3 separate regions of the Gossypium hirsutum genome follow, and all the other regions are linked to region 3. A link is a contact called in public Hi-C data. All regions are on one chromosome and are shown on one strand. The core of a region is the stretch at or near the end of the contact, and the rest is flanking DNA. Distances in the headings are between cores, read along the strand shown.

Evidence for each region. Hi-C and Micro-C count contacts between places; a contact is called where the count stands out from the background.
Region 1: a contact with region 3 is called in a Hi-C map of leaf, with 1.8 times the contacts expected there. The contact joins the promoter of LOC107945472 here to the promoter of LOC107945475 in region 3. A contact is called at or near these places in 3 of 34 Hi-C or Micro-C datasets (leaf and petal).
Region 2: a contact with region 3 is called in a Hi-C map of leaf, with 3 times the contacts expected there. The contact joins the promoter of LOC107945477 here to the promoter of LOC107945475 in region 3. A contact is called at or near these places in 4 of 34 Hi-C or Micro-C datasets (callus and leaf).

What each region holds. Positions count from the first base shown.
Region 1 is chrD12:32,791,603-32,796,062 of Gossypium_hirsutum_v2.1, reverse strand. It overlaps LOC107945472 (trihelix transcription factor DF1), which reads right to left and starts at 2,734. Exons shown (of 2, transcript XM_016879493.2): 1 at 1,809-2,734; 2 at 1-1,484. The coding sequence starts at 2,032. The coding sequence ends at 311.
Region 2 is chrD12:32,433,242-32,437,714 of Gossypium_hirsutum_v2.1, reverse strand. LOC107945477 (chaperone protein dnaJ C76, chloroplastic) reads left to right here and starts at 2,066. Exons shown (of 9, transcript XM_016879497.2): 1 at 2,066-2,568; 2 at 3,004-3,132; 3 at 3,215-3,344; 4 at 4,239-4,359. The coding sequence starts at 2,341.
Region 3 is chrD12:32,654,993-32,659,422 of Gossypium_hirsutum_v2.1, reverse strand. It overlaps LOC107945475 (F-box/LRR-repeat MAX2 homolog A), which reads right to left and starts at 2,713. Exons shown (of 1, transcript XM_016879495.2): 1 at 1-2,713. The coding sequence starts at 2,487. The coding sequence ends at 379.

The sequences.
Region 1 (4,460 bases), core at 1,485-3,984, 140 kb before region 3:
TAAAAAACACAAGCAAACCAAACCACTTCCCACTAAAGAAAAGAAAAATGTTTACTTGAAATACACAAACTCGTCTTATTCCACTCTTCACTTTGCCTCACATGCTTATTCAGAACAAATGATGAAGAACATATACATTTAAGGAAAGGAACCATTTACTCGGTTGCCTCCATCTCCATGTTGTATCAAAAGGAACTTTTCATAACTCAAATCTGCTTTCCACGCAACTATTGTACAGACACTACACTATTGACTCTGACCCACTTAAACAAAATTTAAACAGACAAAAGTAAGTCACTATTTGTCTTAATCAACCAATAATTGGCATTGGAGAAGGGTCATTAGCTACAATTTGATAGGCATCTCCTTCAGCGTTTCTGTTTTCTTCCCGATTTTGATTAACATTCTCGCTTTCAACATCCTCTGTTGCTGATTCTTGATGCAGCCGTTCTTCTTGGGCACCCATCATGTGCATCAAAAGTTCTTCAGGCTTTAACTCATAACCAGAGCCATCAATCGTTTTAGTTTTTTCTTTGTATAGAGCATCTAGCTGGTGAAAGTAAGGACACGTCTTGGAATCCTCAGGCCGCTTCTTATTGCTTTCTTTCACTCTTTTGAAGTACTTATTCATATTCTCCCATTTCTCTTTACACCTCTTAGCGCTTCGATCGTAGCCAAGCTTTTTCATGGCTGTTGATATCTCCTCCCACAGAGGGCCTTTAGGTCCAGCGTCTTGATACTGCATATCAAGATTAGTCCTCAGTCTTATCAAAGCCTCCACTTCATCTTTAGGCCAACGAGAGGGACTTAGGTGCATATAACTCTCACTACCATTGCTATTTTCTTGCCTATCAACAACTTTCTCAACTGGGAATGAGATATCAGGCAATTGCACTGAGGTCGTTTGATCCGAAAACTTCTGTAGAAATGCCAGCACAGCAGCATCTTTAGCAGCTGCAATCGATCTCTCTTGCACCAATAGCTCGCGTTCCCTCTTAAGTCGAGCCAATTCTTGTACCTTCCATGCTTCCTCTCTAGACATCCTATCTTGCTCAGACTTCTCTATTGCCTCTATAAACTTCTTCTGCAAATTCTCTTGCTTCTCCATCATTTCCCTCATCAATCTCTCGAAAAAGTCTGTCAGTTTCCTCTTTTTCTTTCTTGTCCCATCCGATTCCTTACTAGACGAAGAAGTCGTTGAGGTAGAAGTTTCATTGAAATTCGAAGCTGGGTTTCGGACAGAAAATGGAATAGCATCATGGATAACATTCAAAGGCTCTACTGAAGTGTTAATATCTCCACTGGCAGGTGGAACCAAGGAAGGATGATGATCCAATGCTTCTAATTGCTCAAAAAACCTATAATTCTTGCCGTTTGATTTTCCAGACCGACCTTCTTTGGTTCTCCTATGGTATTTGTAAACATTCTCAAATTTCTCTTTACATTTTTTGGCACTTCTATTGTACCCGAGCTCAGCCAATTTCCTGATAAAGGAATCCCATTATTGCACCTCGAAATCAATTACTTTAACTTGACAATAATGTAATAAAAGTAAAAAAATTTAAAAGATTGTTAAGATTACTGAACTTCGAGAGTGTAATGGAAACAAAGTAGTTTTTAAAAAAAGACTTGTTTTTTACCCATAAAACGTTTTTACTGCATTTACAGTATAATTGAACTAGAAGGAAATCAATATCCCAAGCTAAGCAAAAACCCAAAATTTCCCCACTTTTTCAGTGGAGGACCCAACATTTTCCTACTTCAAAAATAATCAAACATGGTTGAGAAGAAAAGGAAAGGAAGGAAACCTGGAAACTTCTTCCCAGAGAGGAGCCTTGACACCAGAGTCTCTAAAAGCAACGTCCATTTCAGACCTTATCTTTAACAAAGCTAAAGTCTCCTGCCTTGGCCAACGGTTCCCTGAAAAATTCCCTTCACTCTCTTCATTTTTCACCTTAGCTTCCTCTTCATTCTCTAAGCTGACGTTGTCGCCGACTGTATTACTTTCTGGGAAACTTGAATTTTCCATCATCACGAATAGCAGTTCAGTAAAATAGTTTACAGCCCCAAAGCCCCCCCCCAAAAAAAAAAACTGTGAAATTTTAATTGGGGCTTCCTTGGAGATATGGAAAAAGTAAATATTTTAGAGTTGAAGGAAGGATTCTTTTTTTCTGTTTAAGGTGAAGTTTTTCTTTCCCTTCAGAATTCTACCATTTTATTGGGTTAAGTAGGTAAGAAAGGCAGAGGTGAATTAGGGTTTCTCTAGAAAAGATAAGATAAGATGGGGAGAAGAGTTGCTGCGGTGCATTGTGTGGGGCAAAAACCAAGCTGATTATTTTCCTTTGATATTTCCTAATTAATTTATTTCAGGCACAATAATTCAAATTTTAAATCCCACTCTAAACATTTTTATTTTACCATTCAATTAAATATTAAACTTTTTATAAATATATACTACATAATCCTATTTTCATTCATGTGTTTTATAATCTAATATTGTTTATAATTATATAAAATATGTTTTATAAATTTTATGTGATGATTTTTTTTATTTGTGATAGAATTATACTTCTTTCATTATATTATTATAAGTTTGAGTTTTTTATTATAAAATCACTTAAAACTATTCTTTTAAGAAAGTAATATTACTTTGTTTTAATTTAAATAGAATAATTGTTTTGAATAATACCGAGGCACAGTTATTAAAGAAGCTAAACAAAACGGTGCGCAATAAATAAAGATACCCATTAGCCTCGGTTTCCTGGGATAGGAGATAAAGAAAAGAAAAGGCAAAAACCAGGGTTTCAAAACTAAATACAAAAGAGTGTAAGGAAGCTCCAAATTGAAGCATGAAGGAGCCCTAGCTGAGGACGGAAAAACCTTAATCCGGCGCAACTGGGATCGGGCAGTCAGCCTTCACCACCAACACAGCCATATCAGGTACATCCTCTACCCAAAATCGGTCTTCATTGAAAGTAGATCTTGCTTTAGCTAGAATATGGGCCACCCGATTCGCGTTCCTATCAATAGATCTGAAAATTATTTTATCAAACATTCTAGCTCTTTGCTTAATTTCTTCAACATAAACCCCAATTGCAGATCTATCCCTACCCATCTCAGTAATACGCACAATAGTAGATCTTGAGTCCCCTTCAACCACTAAATTCTTGAAACCCATGTCAGTGGCAAATCGCAGACCATCCGAGGCAAGCAAGCATTTCAGCCATGAAAGGATCAGAGACAAAATTGTTCCGTACCATACCACTTCCCAAAACCTGGCCTTGGGCGTTCCTAACAACAAAACCAGAAGAAGACTGTCGGCTTTGGGCATGAAAAGCAGTATCAAAGTTAAGCTTGAGCATCGGATCCGTCGGGGGGGTCCAGCTTTGCTTCATCGTTATCCTTGCCTCGGGTAATTTCGCTCTGAACTCCTTGAGTTCACGAACAAGGCTGATAACTTTGGCACTAATTTCTAGTGCATGTTGTTGTTTCCCTTCCATGACATGTCTATTACGAGCATACCACAAACCCCAAATTGTAATGGCGATGGTAAAACAGGCGTGGTGTCACTCGATCTCATTAGGTGAGTAAACCAGCTCCAGTAGTCCTCATGGTTACCAGATAGAGTCCATTCAAGATTAACCTGTCTCCAAACTTCCTGTGCAGGGCCACACCGTGTGCTTATATGTAGCGGAGTCTCAGCTTCAATATTACAGCGGGGACACATAGGGGAAATAGCAAGTCTTCTATTGTAAAGTATAGATGCTGTAGGAATAAAATTGTGTATTATTCTCCAATTTGCTATCTTATTTTTGGGAGTGATTTGGAGAGACCAAATTTTTTTGTAAAAGTCAATATTACCTTGGGTAGAGTCTGTATAATCAGAGGCATAGGTTAACATTTGATAGCCACTCCTGACTGTGTAAAGTCATGTATGTTCTCCTTTCCAAACTGGCACATCATCGTCAACATATTCAGATAGTGGAATACAACAGATGGCCGTGGCAATCTCAGGGGGAAACAATCTGGTAATAAGCTCAGTCTTCCATATTCTGTAATTTGCTTCTATTAAATCAGCCACCAAAAATAAATTCTCATCGCCTGTATTAAATCTGTATTAAATGCTTGGGAACTAGTAATTGGCTTTGCATTATAATTTATTTCACCTTTCAATTTAATAAAAAAAACTTATTAATTCTTATTTGTTATGAATATATTATTAATTGAATATCCATCAAGATCAAGAAAGGTCTTGATGTATTTTAAATTTTAATAGTCATTAAAAGTAGTTCTCTACTTCATTTATACATCTTATGCTTATAAATAAAAACTTTAAGAAAGTTCTGTAAATATCTCTATTGATCAATAAAATATATTCTCTATTGCTCTTTATATTTTTTTTATTCTTTACTCTTTGTCTACTTATTTTAGAATAATTCTCTTTTAATTGTTTTTCTCCA
Region 2 (4,473 bases), core at 817-3,316, 220 kb after region 3:
CTGACAACATAATGTGATGTCTCATATCCGGATCCGATAATTAGTATAGATTTAGGATAAATTCAACTTGGGTCATGTTTGGTATATTTTCAATCTTGACAATTACAACTATGTTTCTATCTTTTTAAAAGTCATCTGTCTAACACCCAAGACAATATATCTCCCTCACTAGACTTGATAGACAACATAATAGTCCCTTAAATCAATTGGTCATTTTTTATTCCTCATATTACGGACCATTTAGAATACCTACTAAAATAAGTCATCATTTCAAATCATAATCCATTCATATGAAGCAACTTAATATTGTTAAACCTTAGGTAATCAATGAACTAATATTTGCTTATATATTTTTCCCTTCATGCAAAAACCATTGAAGACGATAATGCACAAGATAATATTATAACTATGGAGTTTTATTAAACCAATCTATTCGAAAAATTACAAGTATAATGATAAAATAACTTCACTAATGGTATAAAAATCCAACAAAAGGGACATCAACTCAAAAGTTGTATAGATTTGTCATTTCATGCCTTTTGGAACTCCATATGGTTAATTGATTTGAGACAACTCGTGACTTGAACGAATCCCTTGGATGGATTCCCCCAACTGAATCTTTCTTTAAGATAAAATTTGTTGTTGATTATCTATCAGAGGATGGTTCAAGTAGTGACGGTATTCTATGTAATGATCATCGTGGTTTTGTCATTGTTGTCTACATAATGCAAATCCAAAATATTGCAAGCGCTTTTTTTTTCTTTTGTAACGAAGGCATATGCGTTGATCTAAGCACTTCATTTTGCTTTAAAGTTAAGTTTTTATACTATCATTCTAGTGAGAGATTCTCTTAATGTTAATTATGAGATTGTAAAAGTGAGGTATGGATACATGAATGATCAAACCGTTGATCTTCAATGGGAAGAAACTAGTTGGGGGGCTTTTTCATTGTCACTTGAGGCATGTCATTCAAGAAACAAAATTGGTGACACCGGGGACAAAGCCAAAATAATTTTTGGAGGAGGCCGAAATTAAATTAAAATTTTTATGAGAGATAAAATGTAATTTTTTTTCATTGCAAGCTTATAAATTTATAATTTCTAGAAGAATTAAATCATCATTTTATCATTTTAAAGGGCTAAAATTCAATTTTAACATTTTATTGACTTGTAATTTTTCAGATCTTAAAGAGGTTAAAACATAATTTTTCCATTTGAGGGGGGTCAGAGCCCTTACTTGCCCCCTCTAATGCTGCCCCTATGCAACCCATAGGTTGTCAGAGAAGGACTTAGGCCTCGCTCGGGATTGCTTATGAGATCAAAAACTATTTTTTTAACCACATAAACACCGCCAAACACTTGACTTCTAAGATTAATAATGAGGTGGAAATATGTTTTTCAATCTAAATGCATAAAATTGGAATTTAGGTTTTTTAGTTTTTGCCAATTGCATTTTCAAACTCAATTTATTAAAATACCTTTGTTTATATTAACTAGTTAAAATATATTTAAAAATATAGATTAATTTAAATTTTATTTATCACTAAATAACATTTATTATTGTATTTTAATTTTTAAAATATTTTTTGTAGCTTTAAATTTACAAACAATTTATTAATTATTAAATTTTTTTATGTATATTTCATATATAATTATATTAAATTATTTAAATATATTTATTTTTTAATTTTTAATATCATATCTTAAATAGACATTTTAACTTTAATTATAACTTTTTAAAGTAATATCAAATAGTAATTTAAATCACATTTCTTATTGCATTTTGCTACAACACTTTTAAATATATATTTTTTTCAAACCAAATTTTTTAAAACGACTTTTTAACCAATGATAATGCCAAAGTAGCCCTTAGAATACCAGACCAAAGGAGCTCCAGATTTTTTTCAGTGCAAAATAATAACCAGAGGAAAAAAAAAAGCTCTTGAAAAGTGTTTTGTGAATATATCTGAAGTATTATAATTTTGTATTAATATTTCGCGTAAATATAAAAAATAAATCATTTAAAAAACAAAAATCCAAATAAAATAATGTAGGATTGGAAGGGAGGGAGGCAGGCAGGCAAGAATTATACACAGGCCGACACGTGCTAAACTTACTCTCCAGTCTCTAGATTCAACTTCGGTCCCTCTAAATTCATGGAAACCAAATGGCTCTCCTTTTGCCATCTCAGCATTTCACCATTCCACGCCTGAATTTCCTCCTCTAAATTTTCTACTATATTAAGTAACGACATGCCTTTCCCTTCCCCTCTGCTACTCTGCCTCTGTCTCAAAGCTAACTAAACAAACAAACAACTAAAACACTAAATTTGCATGCACCAATGGCTCAGCTACTCTCTCCTGTATATACAGATACTCTTAAAATCCATAACCCATCTTTAAATATGAGCAGAAGAAGCTCATGGAAGGCCTATGCTAAGACTGGAGCTTCTTGGAGCTTGATGGGTCATGGTGGTCAAAGGAGAGGTTGTGGCAGAGTCAAGGTTGCTTCTGGAAATTCTGCATCTACTGATTCTCTTGCCGATGATTATTATGCTGTTCTTGGTCTGGTAATTCTTTTCACATTTCTTCTCACTTGTACTTTTCTATTTTATGATTATTATGTAGTTAGAAGTTAAAAACAGAAAATTGAAGTGTGCAACTATTTGGGTTCTTAATGATGAACTATGGGGCAGAACATTTCTTTAGTCGTGTTTTCTTTTGGTTTTATTTTGAGATTAGTAATTCTTGCTTGTTTCTTTCAAATTTATCGATTTGTTAGGGAGTGAATCTGACTGTTAAAGTGATTTTGTAGAATCATTGCATGGATAAGCAGTAATTGATATTTATAAAAACTTTATGTTTGCAAGTGATGTTGCTTAATGGATATTCATCATAGCCATAGCTACTTGGAATCTATATATTATCATGTCAAGGTAATTTTAATTTGACTTTTGTCGTGATTCAATCTCAGAAATCTAAATTTGTTTGCCATATTTACTTAGCTTCCGGACGCAACACCAGAGGAGATAAAAAAGGCTTATTATAATTGCATGAAGGCTTGTCATCCAGACCTAAGTGGCAATGATCCAGAGACTACAAATTTCTGCATGTTCATCAATGAGGTCTATGGGGTGTGTTCCCATTCAGAATGAACTTTATGTATTATGTAAATGTTTATTTGCCTACTGCTACAATGTAACTATTGCTTTGCAGGTTCTCAGTGACCCCGTACAGCGCACGGTTTATGATGAAATTCATGGCTATGCGTTGACTGCAATGAATCCTTTCATGGATGATTCCGCCCCAAGAGACCATGTATTTGTCGACGAGTTTAGTTGCATAGGTATGAGCTTTGCTTACATTTCTAGGTTTTTCTTTATGATTTAAAAACATATCAGATCAACCAGTTCAACTAGTGCAACCGGAAACTGGTAGATTAGACGGTTCAATCTTATATATTTAACCAGAATTATGACAAGCTAGAAAGAACCAAAAGGAATCAGAAAAATAAAAGTGCAAGAAATTATGTTCAAAGTATTTCAAATAAAATACAATTTATCTTTATCATTTGAACCATCCGGTTGAACTGTTTCAACCAGAAATTTCATTAATACCAGTTCTTTAAGTGATATGGTTTTGAAAACATTGATTTTTTCTGGTTGACATTCATAATTAGTTGTTAATGATTATTAATTTATAACCCAAGTGTCTTAAACCACTCCTCTGATATACAGAATGATAATGATCTCCTTTGAACTTAGAAATTTTGGCATTTCTAAATGCATATTGATTGCACATAAAGAATTGGAGCATGTACAAAATTTCAGCCACATTTGATCAAGGTTATGTCTTGCTTTATTTTTTCTGGACTTTTCATATTCCCTTAGGTACACATGTTTTCAGACATGCCTGTATAGGTATGATCCTGATGATATATAGAAAAACTGATTTAAAAAATGGGTATACATGTATTGGACACTTATACTAACATTCAGTTTGAGTGTAACATAGGTCTTTCTTAACTACAACCTAGTAGAGGTGCCTGTAATTTGAGCAGATTAGCTGTTAGGATACTTTTCTCTAAAAGTTTTTAAAAAGTTTTCATATGGAAACAATAACTGTAGCTAAAGTTACACTACTTGTGATTGGAAGGAAGTACCTACAAAGGCATAACTTCACCGCTACCAGTCTAAGATTCTAAACTGACACCTATAAGATGATTTTTTTTCCTTCACAGGCTGCAAAAATTGTGCCAATGTTGCCTGTGATGTGTTTAGAATTGAAGAAGACTTTGGACGAGCCAGAGTTCATAGTCAGTTTGGGAATCCTGAACTAGTGCAAGAGGCAATAGACAGTTGGTAGGTATTTGCTTCAGGGTATACTAATGTCATTATATCATTCACCTTACTTTAAGTATGCAAAATATAGTCAGCTGGAAACTGCTTTATGCTTCTTATCTCATATGTTTTATC
Region 3 (4,430 bases), core at 1,464-3,963:
GTTATGTCGGCTTGTAAAGTAGTTTAACTGTAATAATCTTTCCATCATTATAAAAACAAGTTGAAAACAAACGTAAATAAATCTCCTTTTTGGGAACTTTCAATGGCAAATCCTCTTATAATATATTTTCATTCCCTGCTGATCCATGAGACAAGAATGAAAAGCCTCAAACATGTAAAATGAACGCAACACGTCTCCGGAAAAATTAGGCTGAAGTTGGGGAGGGAATTGCATGTATATAAAGAAACGCAGACCTTGGATGAACTTTTACAGTTTCTTTTCTAGAAAAGGGAAAAAAGAAAATTTCGTACTTGAAACCCCTCCTGTTCTTCCCGTGTATAATCTAATCAGGGCTAGGCTCCACACCAGTAAATCATTTCAATCGAGGATGTGTCGCCTATTTAGAGCAGCTTCAAAGCGACTACATGAGCCTGCTCTCATTTCAGTACTCATATCATTCTCTGGTGCCGGATAGTAGTCCTCTCTCAGCTGTACGTCTCTGAGGTTAGGTATTTTAAGAAGGAACATCATGAAGTGTTCATGAGCCGTCCCATGGATAAATAACTTCCTAAGCTCAAGACATTCGGCCAGCAATCCAGCAGCAGGGAGTGAGAGACTCCTGTGGTTGACATCCCTGTCTTGTGGAGGCCAATAATCTAGTTCACTTAGCCTCAATTCCCCAATGCCATTAAGGAAAAACCTTTCCCACAAACTCAAATCCATTTGGCCTGACGGTGCTGTGAGTGCATAACCTATGGTTTCACTACAATCTAATTGCATCTTCGAAAGCCGAGGGTAGAGTGCAAGAGAGCTCAATCCAAATGCACGTTCAGATGGTTTGGAACGTCCCCTGCAGTCCCCTTCCACCTTTATTCGAATCTCCTCCAAATTAGGGCAGTTCAGAAGACCCGCCGCTGCCAATGGTGTAAGGAGTTCACTAACACCAATCCAAAGTGAAAGGTATTGCAACCTATCCCATTTCTTGCACCAAAATCCGTTGTTTTCCAGAATGTAACCATCACTCACGTCAGAGGAGTATTTGCATTTCTTCCTTCTCATTTCATGATCATACTCACTCCCCATTAAGCTAAATAAACTGGATGGTTCCTCCACTTGGTTGTGCCAAAAACTAAGACCAACCGGCTCGGAATTCCCAATCTCCTCCCATCCGTTCCAGACACAGTCAATATGCAGCCATTGAATCCGATCACGGATTGGCTCCACAGATCTCAATGAAGCTGCAGCATCAAGATTCTTGCAACAAGAAATCTTGACTTTGACCAAAGTATTTCTTAGCAAGCAAGCCATTGTCCTAAGACCCTTCTCCGTAATCCTTTTGCATCCTTGAACTTCAAACCTGGACAGCTTAGAGCACCCTCTCCCAATTGCAATCAATCCCATATCCGTCAAATCCCCACAATTCTTAATAGACAACTCTTCCAGACCCGAACACAAGGCAATCCCATCAAGCTGAGATTCATTCGCCAGACATATCCCATGAAACTGCCCCAACTTGAGCACTCTCAAATCCTTGCATTTAGAATTCAACATTTCCAATGCCATGGAAGTATCCCTGACGTTCCTTCCAACATCAAGCACAAGCTCTTGAAGCAGCGGCAAGCCAGAGAAGAATTCCACCAGCGTCCCTTTGGTAACCATAGCATCCTCCGAAGTAAATCCCTCATTATCCGGATCACCTCGAACGTCAGTCAGTGAGGACGTATCAGCCAAATGCAAAAGCGTCAATTTAGGACAATTATTAGCCACAGCTAACAAGGTCTCATCTCCGACGAACCCAATGTACCTAGGATCAAAGTTACAAGCCACCAAGAAGTTCTTCAAGTTAGGACAAGCCGTGGTGATTTCCTTAATTTCCTGAGACTTAAACCCTTCAGCAAACGACGTCGTTAGCAAATTCAAGTGGACTAACGAGGCCGATACCTTGGGGCAAGCTTGAAGAACCGGGGGCAGATCTTCAGTCCAATAATAAAAAGTGGACAAATCAAGCCAATTCAGATTCTCGCACTGCTCCAACAAACAAACAAAGTCTTCACCGATTGGCCACGAAGCCAGCCGTTGATGCCACCTAACCAACTTCACACGCTTCAACCCAGGCCATTGTTGAACCAAAATCTTGATCGTCAACGGCGATCTAGCGTAGACCGTCAAGGACGTGACCGCAGGGAACGCTACGCGGAGGCGATGGGCCAAAAGCTGAGGATCAGTATCAGACAACGGAGAAGAAAGAAGCGGGTGGCCCCATGGGGAGAGGAAGGAGAGGTCCAAGTCAGAGACGGATCTGAAACAGGTCGGGATCATGAAAAGGTCCCTTGCGTTACCGCGGAGAGTGAGAGAGACGCGCGTCGCCCTATCAAGAAGCATAAACTTACGGCTGACAAGGGAAAGAGAGTTCCGGGTTCGGGTATCTGAAATAGAAGCAAAGATGTTCGATAGAATAACGTCGGGGATATCGTTAATGGTGGCCATTTGGTGTTAGGGTGAGTAATGTTTGGGTGGGTGAGTTTGATTTGATTCAAGTTATAGATTGAATTTGAGAGATAAGCCAGATTTTGACGAAGAAATTTGGTTTGAATGAAGTGAGTGAGAGAGAAGGTTGGTTTCTGGTTAAAGCTTTAAAGTTTGGATAAATACTAAAATGGCATTTGGGACTGGAGATGGGGATGGGATGTGGATAACAGTACACTAAATGAAAGTACTGGTGAGAGAGTTTTGTCTTGTCGCTGATTGGGAAGGCCACGTTGTCTAAGACTAGACCCAAATCCATCCTGGCACTGCATTGGGCGTTGGTTTGACATTGCTGTCTTTTTTTTTTTTGGTTAAATTACTAGGGAAATACTTTTTCAGTGGATCTAAAATTTTTGTTGAAATTAATTAGTCAATTTAATAATTATTTTCACCTTAAAACTTGAAATTAACAATTACTTTTATATTAATGTCTAAATTCTTTAACAAATTTAATTTTAAATTTGATAATTATTTTCAAATTTAAATTTGAATATTAAGATTTTTAATAAAATATCAAAAATTAACTTAGATAAAACAAGATTCAAATTTCGTCAAATTTAAAATTTAATTTTGATAAAAGAAATCAAACCTCAATTAAAAACGATTATCATCCAAAACGTGTATTAACACCAGCTTGTCATATTTTTCCCATGTCTCTACGGAGACAAGGTAAAAACTTTCCTAAATTTAATTTCCTTGGACAATGCCACGTGCTTGTGGAACCCACATCCAAGATTTTACCCCTACTCTTTTTCTTCTACTCAGCTCCTATTTCCTTTTTATCTTTTTCTAGTTTTGCTGGATTTCTAATTAAAACAATAAAAAAAAGGTTGGAATTCTTTTTGTCTGTACGTACATGTAAGTTTACCATTTCATTAAACTTAAATGCCTTTTATGAATTGCAACAACTTGGAATTTTGTAGTTATTAATGCGAATAAAACAGGACGGAAGGGATGATGTTAAATCAACTACTATTTTATAATTAATACGCTTTGTTGTATTATTCGTCCTGCTATATTATAGATGTATAATTTTAAATCACTTTATTTAGTATGATTGAATTGAAATCTATAAAATAGTTTGAGTTTTATCATCTCTAATTATAAAATATTAAAAAAATAAAGAGTCATAACTAAATTTGAAATAAAAATTAAAAGGAAGAATGATATGTATTTCATTAAAATTTTAACGCAATGTGACATGTTTTAATCATGAGTTAACTATAAACTAATAAAAACAAAAAGCAAGTTATGGAGATTTCTTCTTTGTTGACTTTTCTGGAAGACAAAGCTACCAAGAAAGTTCGTATGCATTGTAATGATGCGAGGGAAGACAACCATCTTATGGTAGTGGATGGGGATGGAAACCGCAATTGATTTCACTAGATATTATATCAGAGTCTGTCTCCCATGGTCGTGGTCCACTTATTGGGCAAGAAAATAGGGTTTCAAACTCTCTCGAATAAGATCTATCATCTATGAAAGCCATCAACTTCGGTCAAAATTATGGATTTAAAGAATGATTATTTCATGATAAAATTCTAAGAGGAATCAAACTATATCCGAGCTCTAATAGAAGGACCTTGGATTGTTTTTGGACAGTATTTAACGATCCAACCCTGGTCAGAATCTTTCTCAACTAGCCAACCATACCCGTCTAACGTAGTTGCTTAGATACGACTTTCGGGTCTCCTTTGCTTTTTGTACTAGAAGAGTATTTTAATGAGTATTGGGTAGACGATTGGGCATGTCATTAAACTTGATAATAACATGGGTAATGCTCTATTGGGAAATGTGCCCATATTGTAGTAAACATGTAACTGTTTTCTATTTATTTGAACGATGAATAAATAAAGTTAGTTTCACATTCCACTATTATGTATTTTGTATTTCTGTTTTTTATA